4 separate regions of the Mus musculus genome follow, and all the other regions are linked to region 1. Evidence: chromatin contacts called from public HiChIP or PLAC-seq data. All regions are on one chromosome and are shown on one strand. The core of a region is the stretch at or near the end of the contact, and the rest is flanking DNA. Distances in the headings are between cores, read along the strand shown. Region 1 has its middle 30 kb from the start of Gm31693. Region 2 overlaps Tbl1xr1 (transducin (beta)-like 1X-linked receptor 1). Region 3 overlaps Tbl1xr1 (transducin (beta)-like 1X-linked receptor 1). Region 4 overlaps Gm31813 (a long non-coding RNA gene).

Region 1 (2,862 bases), core at 264-2,763:
GAATTCGTTATTAAGGAATAAGGGTTTTGCTTCTCACACAGAAAGAACAGTTAACATGCCCAAAGCTACATAGTTACTAAGCAATAATACAAGCACTGATCTAGCCAGCCAGCCTTGAGAGCTCACCAAAACTCTTAAAACCTTCATTAGACTGCACAAGCAACGTAAAATAGTGTTAGCAGAAGAAATGGGAGAGTTGAAAGATCAAATAACATTGCTTTACATTTTGAATAACATTCACTATTAAAATTATATAATGTGAGTCACAAGTAAGCAATCCTTAGACAGTCTTTCCAAGTCTAAAGGCAGCACATACACTTTGCATGCACACTTCCTCTGTCTGGTTTCTCTGGAGGTGAAAAGACTCTCTGCCACAGGCATACAATGAAAAACAAGTCAGTTGTGCCTGGACCAAAGGAACATGGAGTTCTAAAAGTATAAAACAAACTTCTGGAACCATTTTTCTGCACTTGATCAGGTTCTAAGTAAACTAGTGTTTTTTTTTAATATTAAACACACACACACTTCAAAGTTGATTAGAACTGATGAGATAAATTCAAACTGTGAACTGTTGGAGTCTCAAGTGGTCGTTAGCCTTCCTGACCCATACCTCACTCCATAAGTCTGACCAGGTGCCTAACTTATACATTGACCTTTCACAGTTCTGATATCTGTGGTTTTTCTTTCCCCATGGTCTTTTCATCCTCCTGAGTACAGTTTCTCTGCGGTAATGCACACCCATGTCAGTAAGGCCTGCAAGCATTCCTACTTATTCAGCACACAAAGAAGATAAAGGAGGCATTGTTTACTGAGCATCAACTTTGTTCCAGGTAACAGCTCTGTATCATCTCACAGAAATCTTGGCAAAAGACTAATATCAGCAGGCAAACATACATCAGAGCCAAGATTTCAAAGCCTGGGGTGTTCTGGCTCCAGAGTGTACAGCCTTCAACTCTTCACTAACCGCCAGCTAGAAAACACTTGGTCAAAACAACAAAGCTAAGTCAGGACAGAGTTTGTTTCAGAATCTGGGTTCCCATGACTCCAGCTTCTTTTTGTCCATAGAGTCACCCTAAAGGTCCCTTGTCCCAAGAATCCCTTGCATAGCTTGCTACAAGAAAGCCCAAGACAGGTCAGTTTCTCTGCCGAAGAACTGCATGGCTTGTAAAAGGTACATCTAACCCAAACAATCACTACCACCCCCCCACCCCCCCACCCCCCCACCCCCCCGTCTTTCCCTTAGACTCCAGGGTCTTCTTCAGGTTGGTAGACCTCTGATCATTCAGTGTCTTCATTGCAAAGCTTGCTAACTTCAAGTCCTGGGAATAGCATCATCTTTGATGACTCTCACCCCTCCCAGTGTATATGAATGTGAATGTGTTGGGACAAGCCACTGGGAGTAAAATCTCTCCATTTCCTGCCCAGCCACTCCTGTCCTGTTGAGGCAGGAGAATAGGGTGGAGAGTGAGGTCCAAAAGGCCTTATGCAAGGCCTGTAAATTAGCATATGAAAGAAACCAGTTGCCAGAAAGGAAGAACGGAACCATCAAGCATGCCAAGACTACTGTGTAACAGAGTCTGCCCAAAAGCTTACCAAATCCCTCTTTATGCAAATGCTTGAGAAAGTCTATGCTATGCAAATGACCTACAAAAGTTTCAATCGTTTGTGTACAGGGCCTTTGAGCTCCTAATCTTCCCCACTGCTATGGCCTGCTGCCTTCCTTGAAAGAGTATTTTTTCTTAATAAACTCAGCTTCAGCTACTATTCACATGTATCTGCCAAATTTCTTGTTCTGAGACCTGAAAATTGTTATAGAAGCCTATCCAATCCTAATATTCAGTATTATTCATTTTATCTTTCCTGCTAGGTGACTGATCTATTCCCCATTTGGCCTCTGTCTTGTTCATTACCTTGTTTAATGTTAAGGACTTGTAACAAACCAACCAAGTCCAACAGTTTCTAGTCAGTTCCTGCTAGGCCCTGAGGGATCAAAGGGGACGTGCAGTCAGAGTCTTCAAAATGACAAACTTTCAGGCTCCAGGTGCCCACATGGATAGAGCAAAGAGTCAGTTGGCCCCAACTCTGAACCACCCCAAAGTAGAGTTCAGATGTTAAAATCCATCACTATTTCAACTAGAGAGTAAAAGTATGGGTGTATTGGTGTAAATCCTGTTGCTTCCAGAACTTTGCTGCTATTTCTGTCCCTGTACTTTTCCTCCTCCCCATTGTTTTTAGTTGAGCACTTTGGGATCATTTCATGAGGCTCATGTTCCATATGTGTATATTAGGAATAACATCACTTTTTTGTAAATGTCAGATGTTGGACTCCAAAGAAGAACATCGGAGGAGTCAAAGGCAACTATATCTACAGGAATCATTGTGCAGAATGATAGTGGGAAAGTATTTCACCCAGCAGCAAAGTTAGCTCTCAGATGCAGGACAAATGGGTAACCAAGGTGCCTATTTAACATATCAAAGAGGACCTGGTTGTCAGGAACTCCCAGCAACCATCAATTCCTACCTGTTTAGAATATGACTGACATATCACACCTCCACCCTGAGCTACTGGGCTACTTCCCGCAGTTGCCCTTCCCTGTATAACCCAGTTACTTTGATTCCTAATTCTGAAAGTCTATCCTTTTCTTTCCTGGATTTTCCCTCTCTGCTCTCTCCTCTCTGCCTTCCCCTCCTTACATGTTCCTGCTCAAGGTTAGGTTCATTCTGGACTCTCCCAGGTGACCTGGACTCTCCCAGGTGTCCCAGCCTCTGGCTATGTTCTTCCTTTTATCTACAATAAACCTTCTTCTCCACCATACCTAGCAACAGTCATGCCCCTTCTTTTTTATTTCTTTTTTGTTTGTT
Region 2 (2,862 bases), core at 266-2,765, 480 kb after region 1:
TCTTTTTATGTGCTGAGTTGCACTTAGAGTTTTGTGTATGTTGAACCAACCTGCATCTCTAGGGTAAAATCAGCTTTGGTGTGTGATCTTAAAAAGTATTCTTGAATTTGATTTGTAAGAATTTTATGAGTTTTTACATATGTGTTTGTTGGGGAAATTATCTGTGGCTTGATCTGTGTAGTTATTCAGTACGGGTATCAGTGTACCACTGTTGTAGTAGAATGAGTTGGAGGAGCCTACATGCTAGGAAGGGAGAACTCTGACAAGAGAGAGTCTATCCTGAACTTGACCATCCCTTTTCTCCTGGAAAAGTATATCAGAGTTACAAGTTGGGTGGGATTTGCCCAGACATCTATCTGAATGAGAACTTGTTTTGTTGCGAAGCTTTCCAGTTACTTGTTTCAATAGCACTGATACTAAGTTGCTTATATCATTTTAATTCTCCTAGGTACTACACGGGTTAGAAACGTACCCATTCCATGTAGTTTTTTTTTTTAAGAGTATAAATGTTTACAGAATTTCTAAATGATTGGCTTATTAAATTGAAAGCTGTACTAACCCTACCCCTCACCCCTTTACTACTAGATATATTTCTTTTTTCTTTTTTCTTCTGGCCAGTTTGTTGCTATTTGTGGTTTGGTTTTTGTTTGTTTGTTTGTTTTGTTTGTTTGTTTTGTTTGTTTGTTTTGTTTTTTCCCCCTCTTAAAGAATTAGTGCAGTTTGACTGATTGGATGTATGGTTGTTTATAGCCTTACTTAGTTTCACAGATTTCTGCCTTAATCTTTCTCTTAGTCAGGGTTTCTATACCTGCATAAACATCATGACCTAGGAGCAAGTTGGGGAGGAAAGGGTTCATTTAGCTTACACTTCCATGTTGCTTACACTTCCTTCCATCACCAAAGGAAGTCAGGACTGGAACTCAAGCAGGTCAGGAAGCAGGAGCTGATGCAGAGGCCATGGAGGGATGTTACTTACTGGCTTGCTTCTCCTGGCTTGCTCTGCTTGCTTTCTTATAGAGCCCAAGACTACCAGCCCAGGGATGGTCCCACCCACAAGGGACCTTTCTCCCTTGATCACTAATTGAGAAAATGCCTTACAGTTGGATCTCTTGGAGGCATCCAAAACCAGCCAGTGCAATCTTTTAACACCGTCTACCACCTGCCGTTCTGTTTTTGTTTTGGATTACTCTTACTGTTTTTCCAGGACTTTGGAGTGCATTGTTAGTTGATTTTTGATCCCCCTCCATTTCGGCTCACATGGACAAGGTACACCTGAGTGGCAGGCCGGAGCTGAAAGAGGGAAACTAGGCAGAAGAGAGAAAAATGGAGCTAAGTCAAGGTTCCTGATCAAAGCTCAAATGTTTAATGGCAAATGCGCTTATAAAGTGGGAGGGAGGGGGAGGAGGCCCATTCCTGCCAATTCATCCTTGGAGCCCAGCTGCAGGCGACCCAGGTGCAGGATAGGGTGTAGCCTACCAGCAAGTAGCAGAATCTTGAAGGAGAACAGCAGCAGTGGCTGAACAATAGAGTGATCTAGGGAGGAAGGCTCCACCCTGGTAATCTCCTTTGTGGCAGCAGGGTCCAGGTCTGGCTCAGCCTGCTTCTGGCTGGGGGGAGGTTACACCCCTCCCCAAGTAAGCACTCACTAAAAACTGTCCTCTTAGAACTGCCTTAGCTGTCTCACATGACCTAGCTTTTATTAGCTTTCATGTCCATAATCTAGAGGCTCTTTTCTTTACTGAGGTTCTCAGTGGTCATCTTAGGGTGTTTTGTTCTGTCTCCATGTATTCCTGTAGCTTCTTTAGTTTTCTAGTAATTAGTTTCTAATTTTATTGCATGTTGATATGATGGATAAGAGCGGTTAATTTGATCCTTTTGCTTTTGGTAATAGTTGGTTTGTGGTCTGCAATGTGCTCTATATTAAGTTTTCCTTGGCTGTTGAGACTGTTTTTGTTTCTGTTGGAGTCTCTCTGCTGTAGGTAGTGGTTGCACACACTATGCTATAGTTTAGCTCCTGGTTTTCTTTGCTGGTTTTCAGTCTGGATTCTCCTATCTAAGATGAATTTGAAGCATTGAAATCCCCCATTGATCTTACATCAGGACCTATCTGACCTTTTCTGTTCTCTGATGTTTGTATGAGATTGGAGCCTTAATGTTTGGCTTGGCTTACTGTAAATTGCCTTTCTTATATTTAGGTATGCCCGTTTTATCCCCAGTCTCTCTAAAATTTTTATCATGAAGGGTTATTAGATTTTGTCAAAGACCTTTCAATATCTAATAAGATGATCATGTGGTCTTTCCTTTTCTTTCAGTTTGTTTATATGGTGGATTAGAGTGAGAAATTTTTCTATGTTGAATCATTCATGCATCTCTGGGATGAAGCCTACTTGATCATTGTGGATGATGATGTTTTTGAACTGTTCTTGTATTCAGTGTACGAGTAGTATTTTATTGAGGATTTTACCATCTATGCTCATAAGGAAAATTTCTTTTTCTTGAATTTTTGGTTGGTTTGGTTATCAGGATAACTTTTGCCTCTTAATAAATTTGGAAGTATTCTTTATGTTTGTATGTTGTGGAATAATTTGAAGTGTATTGGCCATAGTGTGTCTTTGAAAGTTTGGTAGAATTCTGTGATAAAACCATCTGGCCCTGAGCTTTGATTGTTTGGGGGACTTTTAAAAACTGCGTCTATATCCTTAGGGGTTATAAGTCTATTTAAGCTGTTAACTAATCTTGATTTAATTTTAATATGTAGTATCTAATAAGAAAATTATCTGTTTCTTTTAGATTTTCCAATTTTATGGAGTACAAGTTTTTAAAGTATGACCAAATGATTTGACATTTCCTAGGTGGCTGTTG
Region 3 (2,862 bases), core at 149-2,648, 450 kb after region 1:
TACAGTTGTCACAGAGTGATTGTAACCCATGATATTACAAAGGAGATAATTTTAAACCGTCAGAACCTCTGAATCTTTTGCAATTTCTGTGATGTTGGCTATACTATGGAAGAATGGTTTTTGTTCTTATGGGAATTTGTGGAAACTACACCAATTGAAGCTCTGTATAGTACTTAGGCAGCAGCATGTTGAGACACAGCTCAGAGCAAAGAAGTGTTTGTGTTTTGAGACAGGGCTATAACCTGGCTAGCCTAGAAAATCGCTGGCTCCTGGTCATTCTGTGCCTTCTTTCCAAGTGCTGGGATTTAAAAAACACGCTACCATGCCTGCTTTCTAGTACTTTCTTTGTTTTAACTGGTGTGTGTGTGTGTGTGCGCGTGCACGCGCGCACACGTGGCATGTATGTATGTATATACATGGCCAGAGGATAACCTGGCATGTTAGCACTAAGGTGTCTGTTTTCTTTTTTTGTGGATAGGGTCATAACTGTGTGTCCTTGGCTGTTGGGGAACTCAGTGTGTAGTCAGACTGGCCTTACTTTTGCAGGGATCTAGCTAACTCCACCTCCTGAGTGGTCAGATTAAAGTTACCGGGCTCCATCCAGAGATAGTTAATGCATCATGTTTGTCAATGACAGATTCATTTTGAAAATAAATGGCCTGTTATTTTACACATGTGCATTTTTCAAGAGAACTGTAGTTGTACTTGTTAAGGTGAGGTTTGAACTACCCATTCTGGTATTCTTAGAATTTAATGTAGAGTACAGTTAGATCATTTTATTTTGTCTATTTCTCTACTAAGGCCTGTCAGGATTTTGTTGTTGTAGTTCTGCGATGCAGCCAAGGTTACATTACTGTGTCTTTGTATGTACGTGTGCTGAGCATGTGTTTCAGTGTTTGAGGTTGTGCTGGGAGTTCTAAGGCACGAGGCCACTGTGGACTTGAGTTCAGTGGCTGAGATGTAATCAGGAGATCGTGCTTGTCAGCATCCAGTGAAGCTTGAAGGAGTCGGAGGGTATTTCTAGCTGTGGACATCATGGAGGAGAGGCTCAAGGCATCTCTTGGAGTATCAGTAGTAACATGCCAGCTGAGCTAGACAGCACCGAGAGCCCTGGCAGTATTTAAGTTTTGTTGGGGCCGGCCTGCGGCTCTCATGTCTGGGTTTGAGCCTTGGAGGCAAACCTGGAGCTGAAAGAGAAGAGGGAACCTAGGTGGGTCGAGAAATAATGGAACCAAGACATGCTAGTCTGTTGAAGGTTCTCCAGTTTACTAAGAGAGTGTGCTTATAAGGGGGAAGGCCCATCCCCCGCCAGTCCTTTCTTGGTGTCTGGAGCCAGCCTGCAGGGGATGTGCAGGATAGCAGTTCCTCCAGAATGTCTCAGGGGCCTCTCAGCAGGTAGCAGTGCCTTGGTGAGAGCAGTGGCGGGTGACAGAACAATAGAGCCATCTAGGTCAGAAGGCTCCACCCTAGGGAATCTCCTTCTCAGTGGCAGCCAAGGTCAAAGTCTGGATCAGCCTGCTTCAGGGCAGAGGGAGGCTACAAAGTTTGTGGTTTTTTTCAAAACCCAAATTGTCATTTTTTAAAAATTAAATTTCTAAATGTATTACAAACAATTGACATCTTTCTTACAAGAGAAGCTTAAAAAGGAAAGAGCCTCGTGCTGACACTTAGATACAGGAGAGGGCAGGTTAGCCCCTTCCTAGGTTCAGGGACATTGCTGTGAGTAAAGCAGGAATTTCTTGTATGTTAGGGGGCAGCCCATTGCCATTTTCAGTTTTTATTTTTCATTTGATTCTGATTTATATGAAGCAGCTACTTGTTTGTTTGATAAATACAAACAAAACACGTTCATGTTATAGATGAAGGAGGTAGCAAGCACTGCCAGATTTCATCACCCTTTCTCTGGTTGATTGATCAGTCATTGGTCTTGAGGACCCAGGAACTAGGTAAGTCGATAATTCGAACATGTAGCTGAGCCTGATGTTAATATTTGGTGCGCAGGTGAAAGACGCATGATTTCTGCATAAGGAACAAATCCAGTAACAACTTTGTTGTCCCAGCGAGTCTGATTCTTTTGTGCTCGGCTCTATCAGGACAGGACTGAGATAGCCTCTGGCTGCTGTCACCAGAGGCTCTCACACTTGACTGTTGTTGGGCGGCTTTTCTCCACCTTCCATCTGAGACAGGTAGAAACACAGATGTGGTCAATAGGATGAGTTGTGTGTGAATATAGTCACCATATTGTGAGGTAGGGTTTCACACAGTGGTCCCAGGAGACACACACTGAATTTTGTCTTCTGTAGCCCCTTGGGAGAACTTCACAAGGTCTTCAGTGATTCTTACTGGTGGCCAGTAGGGTGAGTAGCATGTCATTGGCTGTATTTTCAGGTCCAGTATTTAGCTGGGGTCTCCTAAACTTTCACTTAGAGTAAGTAACTCATTCAGTGTAGTCTCTTGGGAATACTGCCTGGAGGAACCCTAGATTGGTAATGGATCATACTCTCTTTGATCAGGTTATGAATAATCTTAGTCTATACCTCTTTCATACTACACTGGGTTAGGATCTGGCTTTAGGCTCGACCTGGGATCTTCACACTGAAGGGTTCAGTGGCTAATAACAAAATCTGGCTGTCTAGCTATATACTGCTGGGCAGGGGATTGATGAACCTGAACTTCTACCCCAGCCATCAGAAGTCCCTCTGCCCTCAGGGATTGCTGCTTTTCTCTCTTGTCTGGTTGGGCCTCAGCCAGTACTAGACTTGAGTGAGACCTTATATCTCCAGTGGCAGTATGCTTAAGCCTAGCATCAGAGCAGTGTTATCAGCAGTCACTGAAGAGCTTTTCCTGTCAATGGCAGTCTGA
Region 4 (2,862 bases), core at 122-2,621, 280 kb after region 1:
TGTTAACCCTTCATAGGCACAGTACCTTCAACTGTTTCTTTCCTGCTTGGTTTAATGAGATTCTATTTCTGTTGTAATGTTGTAATGATGTATTTCACTGCATGGAATTTGGAGAACACTGCTTTAGGTTACAGTGGTGGGCTGGCCACTCAGCTTGCCCCAAGCTGGGTTTCCCTGCCTGCCTGCCTGCATGCCTTCCTGGCTGCCAGCCTGCCTGAGAAAGTGTGGAAACACTGAGTCAGAGATGCCTCCCCAATCCAGAAGCCACAGTTTGCCTTGTGCTGCATAACTGTTCCATGTCCACCCAAACAACCCTGCATATCTTACTTCCACATTAACTTCTAGTGGGAGGTTTTCCGAACAATACAACCCTATCTGCAAGACAGTCTAACAGGTAGTTAGCTTTCTGGCACCCAAAAGCTGTCAGGGTTTAGAAGAACGGATGTATGACAAAATGGGCTGTTAGGACATAAGGCCTGGTTGGAGGGAAGAGGTCACGGGGGATGGATCCTGGGGGACCACGGCTTATCCCAGCTTGTGTGTTCACTCAATGCCACATAGTTTCTCTCTCTCTCTCTCTCTCTCTCTCTCTCTCTCTCTCTCTCTCTCTCTCCTAAGTCTTTCTCTCCTGTCTTTCACAAGATGGGCAGCCTTCTTCCATTGTGTCCTTGTCTTGTCAAACACTAACCAATGCAGCCAGACAACTACAAAGTCTCTAAAAATAGCCAAAATAAGCACTTTCTCTTTTTAAATTGTTAGAGTCAGAGGCAAGCAAAAGTTAAGCTCCTTCTTCAAATTACCCATTTCATCTTCCAAAAAACCCTGTCCCTCAAGGCCACCTTGTTCTCTCTTCTTTACTGAGACCAATCTTAAGGCCCAGGCTTTTCCTGGTGTAGCTGCACTAGTGGAGGTTAACTTTCAGAAAATCTTAGCCAAATTGGGTGTAAATAATGTAAGGTTTTGTAAAACTGTTTGATTACCTCTAACAGGGTGTGTGTGTGTGGGTGGGGGTGTGTGTGGGGGGGGTGTAGGAAAATGTTTACAATTGCAGCTTGAATGTGGTGGCATCACAGAAATTTGACTTATCAGAGTTCACAAACCATTTGCAAAACTTATCAAGCATCGTTTGTGTCAGGGATTGTTACAGATCCTAAAGTTAGATAATTATCTTGAGATTCCTGATTTTAAAAAAAACGTACTTCCCCTTCACTGGGCTGGGTGTGGATGGGGGCTTATTTAGTCACAGGCTTCCAGAGAGAACAGGAGGTCGAAGCTTTGGAGGAGACTGGAATCTTCCAGGGACTTCAGGGTGTGGCCCTTAAACTGATTTGAAGAATTAAGGGAAGAAAACAACACAGGCATTCTAAGGTAGGGAGAGGCAGCACAGGAGCCCGGGGACATACAGCAAGACAGCAAGGTGAGGCACTCTGGCTGGTCTCAGACGGCTGAATGAAAGTCACCAGAAGAAACAGAAAGCTAGAGAAATGGCTCAGTCCTAGAGCATGCCTGTCTGCCAGTCCCAGAGCATGCGTGCCTGCCATAGATATCCAGACAAACATAATCAGGGTTGATTTCAAATTGTGTCCTAGCTACCTCTTCTCTTCCATTGTTCCTCAGGTTTTGAGAGTAGATTCCACGGATCTAATACTACATCTCATCCTCACTTACTAAACATCTGTGCTCAGCATTGTTAAGTAGAGTGTGGAGCTGGGATCAAATATGGTGATAATTCATGATTCAAATCTCACCCACGGAAACTTCTGCAATGAGGTCATTTACAACAGCACTAGTGTAGGGGGGGGGGGGTGATTTTAGGGGATTTAAGAAGACACATATCTACCTACAGTTTATAAAATTCTTCCTTTGGGTTGGAAGGATGGTCCAGTTGGCAGTTGGTCAAGTTCCTAGCAATCATGAGGACCTGAGTTCAGATCACTGGAACCCATGCAAAACTGATGTGTTGTTGTTGTTGTTGTTGTTTTGAAGAGCATGGTTTTTAATCTCAGCACTGGGAAGGCAGAGACAGGAAGAAGCCTGGAGCTCACTAACCAGCCAGCCGTGTGGAGTCGATGAGTGCTAGGTTTGAAGTGCGGGAAGGAGAGGAAGGCCTGACTGAATGGCGTCCCAAGTAAACGTGTTCCTCTGACATGGGCACTGCCACCGCCATTTCAAAGACTCCAATGCCTCAGAACCATGAGAAAAATCACAAAGCAATGCTCCTCCCACGTGAGGCCACAGGAAAGGCAAAGCCTTCTTGTTGTCAGTGTGTGGATATTGACAAGGTGTGCAGAAAATGTCCATCCTAGACTTCCTGTGCCAGATATGTATAACCTGGAGACTATTCTCCTACAGAGACAGCTTCTGCCAGGACTGGTAAACCCTGCCTCCTGTTCGGCTGTATGTGATAACCCCACTTCCCTATTTAACTTTATACCAACATGCCAAGCTGCTCAATGCTGCAGGTTCTCCATCAGAGAGCCAAGCGTACCCAATGCATCTCCCGGTGTCTGTTTATCTTTAGTTCAGTCCCTTACCACCCAAGTCAGCTCTATCCCTGACACCGTTCAAAGGGCTTGGCAGCAGAGAGTGATCAAAGAAGGCAAACAGTCTTTCTGTTCTGTTTTGTTTTGTTTTGTTTTGTTTGTTTGTTTGTGACAGGATCTCTCTCTGTAGCCCTGGCTGTCCTGGGATTCACTATGTAGACCAGGCTGGCCTCGAACTCAGAAATCTGCCTGCCTCTACATCCCAGGTGCTGGGATTAAAGGCGTGTGCCACCATGCTCAGCTCATGATACTGTATCTAGACTTCAGGCCTCCATTCACACACACACATGACAGAGGTGGGGAGGGAGGGAGGGAGGGA

The links. HiChIP or PLAC-seq counts read pairs in DNA pulled down with a chosen protein or histone mark.
Region 2: an H3K27ac HiChIP or PLAC-seq map of embryonic stem cells shows a contact between it and region 1, with 2.4 times the contacts expected there. The contact joins two enhancer-like sites. A contact is called at or near these places in 1 of 484 Hi-C or Micro-C datasets (Th1 cells) and 3 of 115 datasets of contacts at active chromatin or transcription factors (embryonic stem cells and pancreatic cancer cells).
Region 3: an H3K27ac HiChIP or PLAC-seq map of embryonic stem cells shows a contact between it and region 1, with 3 times the contacts expected there. The contact joins two enhancer-like sites. A contact is called at or near these places in 2 of 115 datasets of contacts at active chromatin or transcription factors (both in embryonic stem cells) and 2 of 9 other capture datasets (adipose tissue and embryonic stem cells).
Region 4: a contact with region 1 is called in an H3K27ac HiChIP or PLAC-seq map of embryonic stem cells, with 2.5 times the contacts expected there. The contact joins two enhancer-like sites. A contact is called at or near these places in 5 of 115 datasets of contacts at active chromatin or transcription factors (CD8 T cells, acute myeloid leukemia, embryonic stem cells and 2 more).

What each region holds. Positions count from the first base shown.
Region 1 is chr3:21,671,163-21,674,024 of GRCm38.p6, forward strand. No RefSeq gene overlaps it. Among named protein-coding and RNA genes, the nearest start is that of Gm31693, 30 kb to the right of the region's middle. Within about 2 kb of position 1,514, at least 52 of the 459 cell types and tissues checked have an H3K27ac peak or open chromatin away from gene starts, as enhancers often do. A contact at or near this core is called in embryonic stem cells, where this site is marked.
Region 2 is chr3:22,155,081-22,157,942 of GRCm38.p6, forward strand. All of the region lies in intron 2 of Tbl1xr1 (transducin (beta)-like 1X-linked receptor 1), which reads left to right. Among named protein-coding and RNA genes, the nearest start is that of Tbl1xr1, 80 kb to the left of the region's middle. Within about 2 kb of position 1,516, at least 26 of the 459 cell types and tissues checked have an H3K27ac peak or open chromatin away from gene starts, as enhancers often do. A contact at or near this core is called in embryonic stem cells, where this site is marked.
Region 3 is chr3:22,120,558-22,123,419 of GRCm38.p6, forward strand. All of the region lies in intron 1 of Tbl1xr1 (transducin (beta)-like 1X-linked receptor 1), which reads left to right. Among named protein-coding and RNA genes, the nearest start is that of Tbl1xr1, 45 kb to the left of the region's middle. Within about 2 kb of position 1,399, at least 22 of the 459 cell types and tissues checked have an H3K27ac peak or open chromatin away from gene starts, as enhancers often do. A contact at or near this core is called in embryonic stem cells, where this site is marked.
Region 4 is chr3:21,949,415-21,952,276 of GRCm38.p6, forward strand. The region is part of intron 1 of Gm31813 (a long non-coding RNA gene); the gene reads right to left. Among named protein-coding and RNA genes, the nearest start is that of Gm31813, 14 kb to the right of the region's middle. Within about 2 kb of position 1,372, at least 83 of the 459 cell types and tissues checked have an H3K27ac peak or open chromatin away from gene starts, as enhancers often do. A contact at or near this core is called in embryonic stem cells, where this site is marked.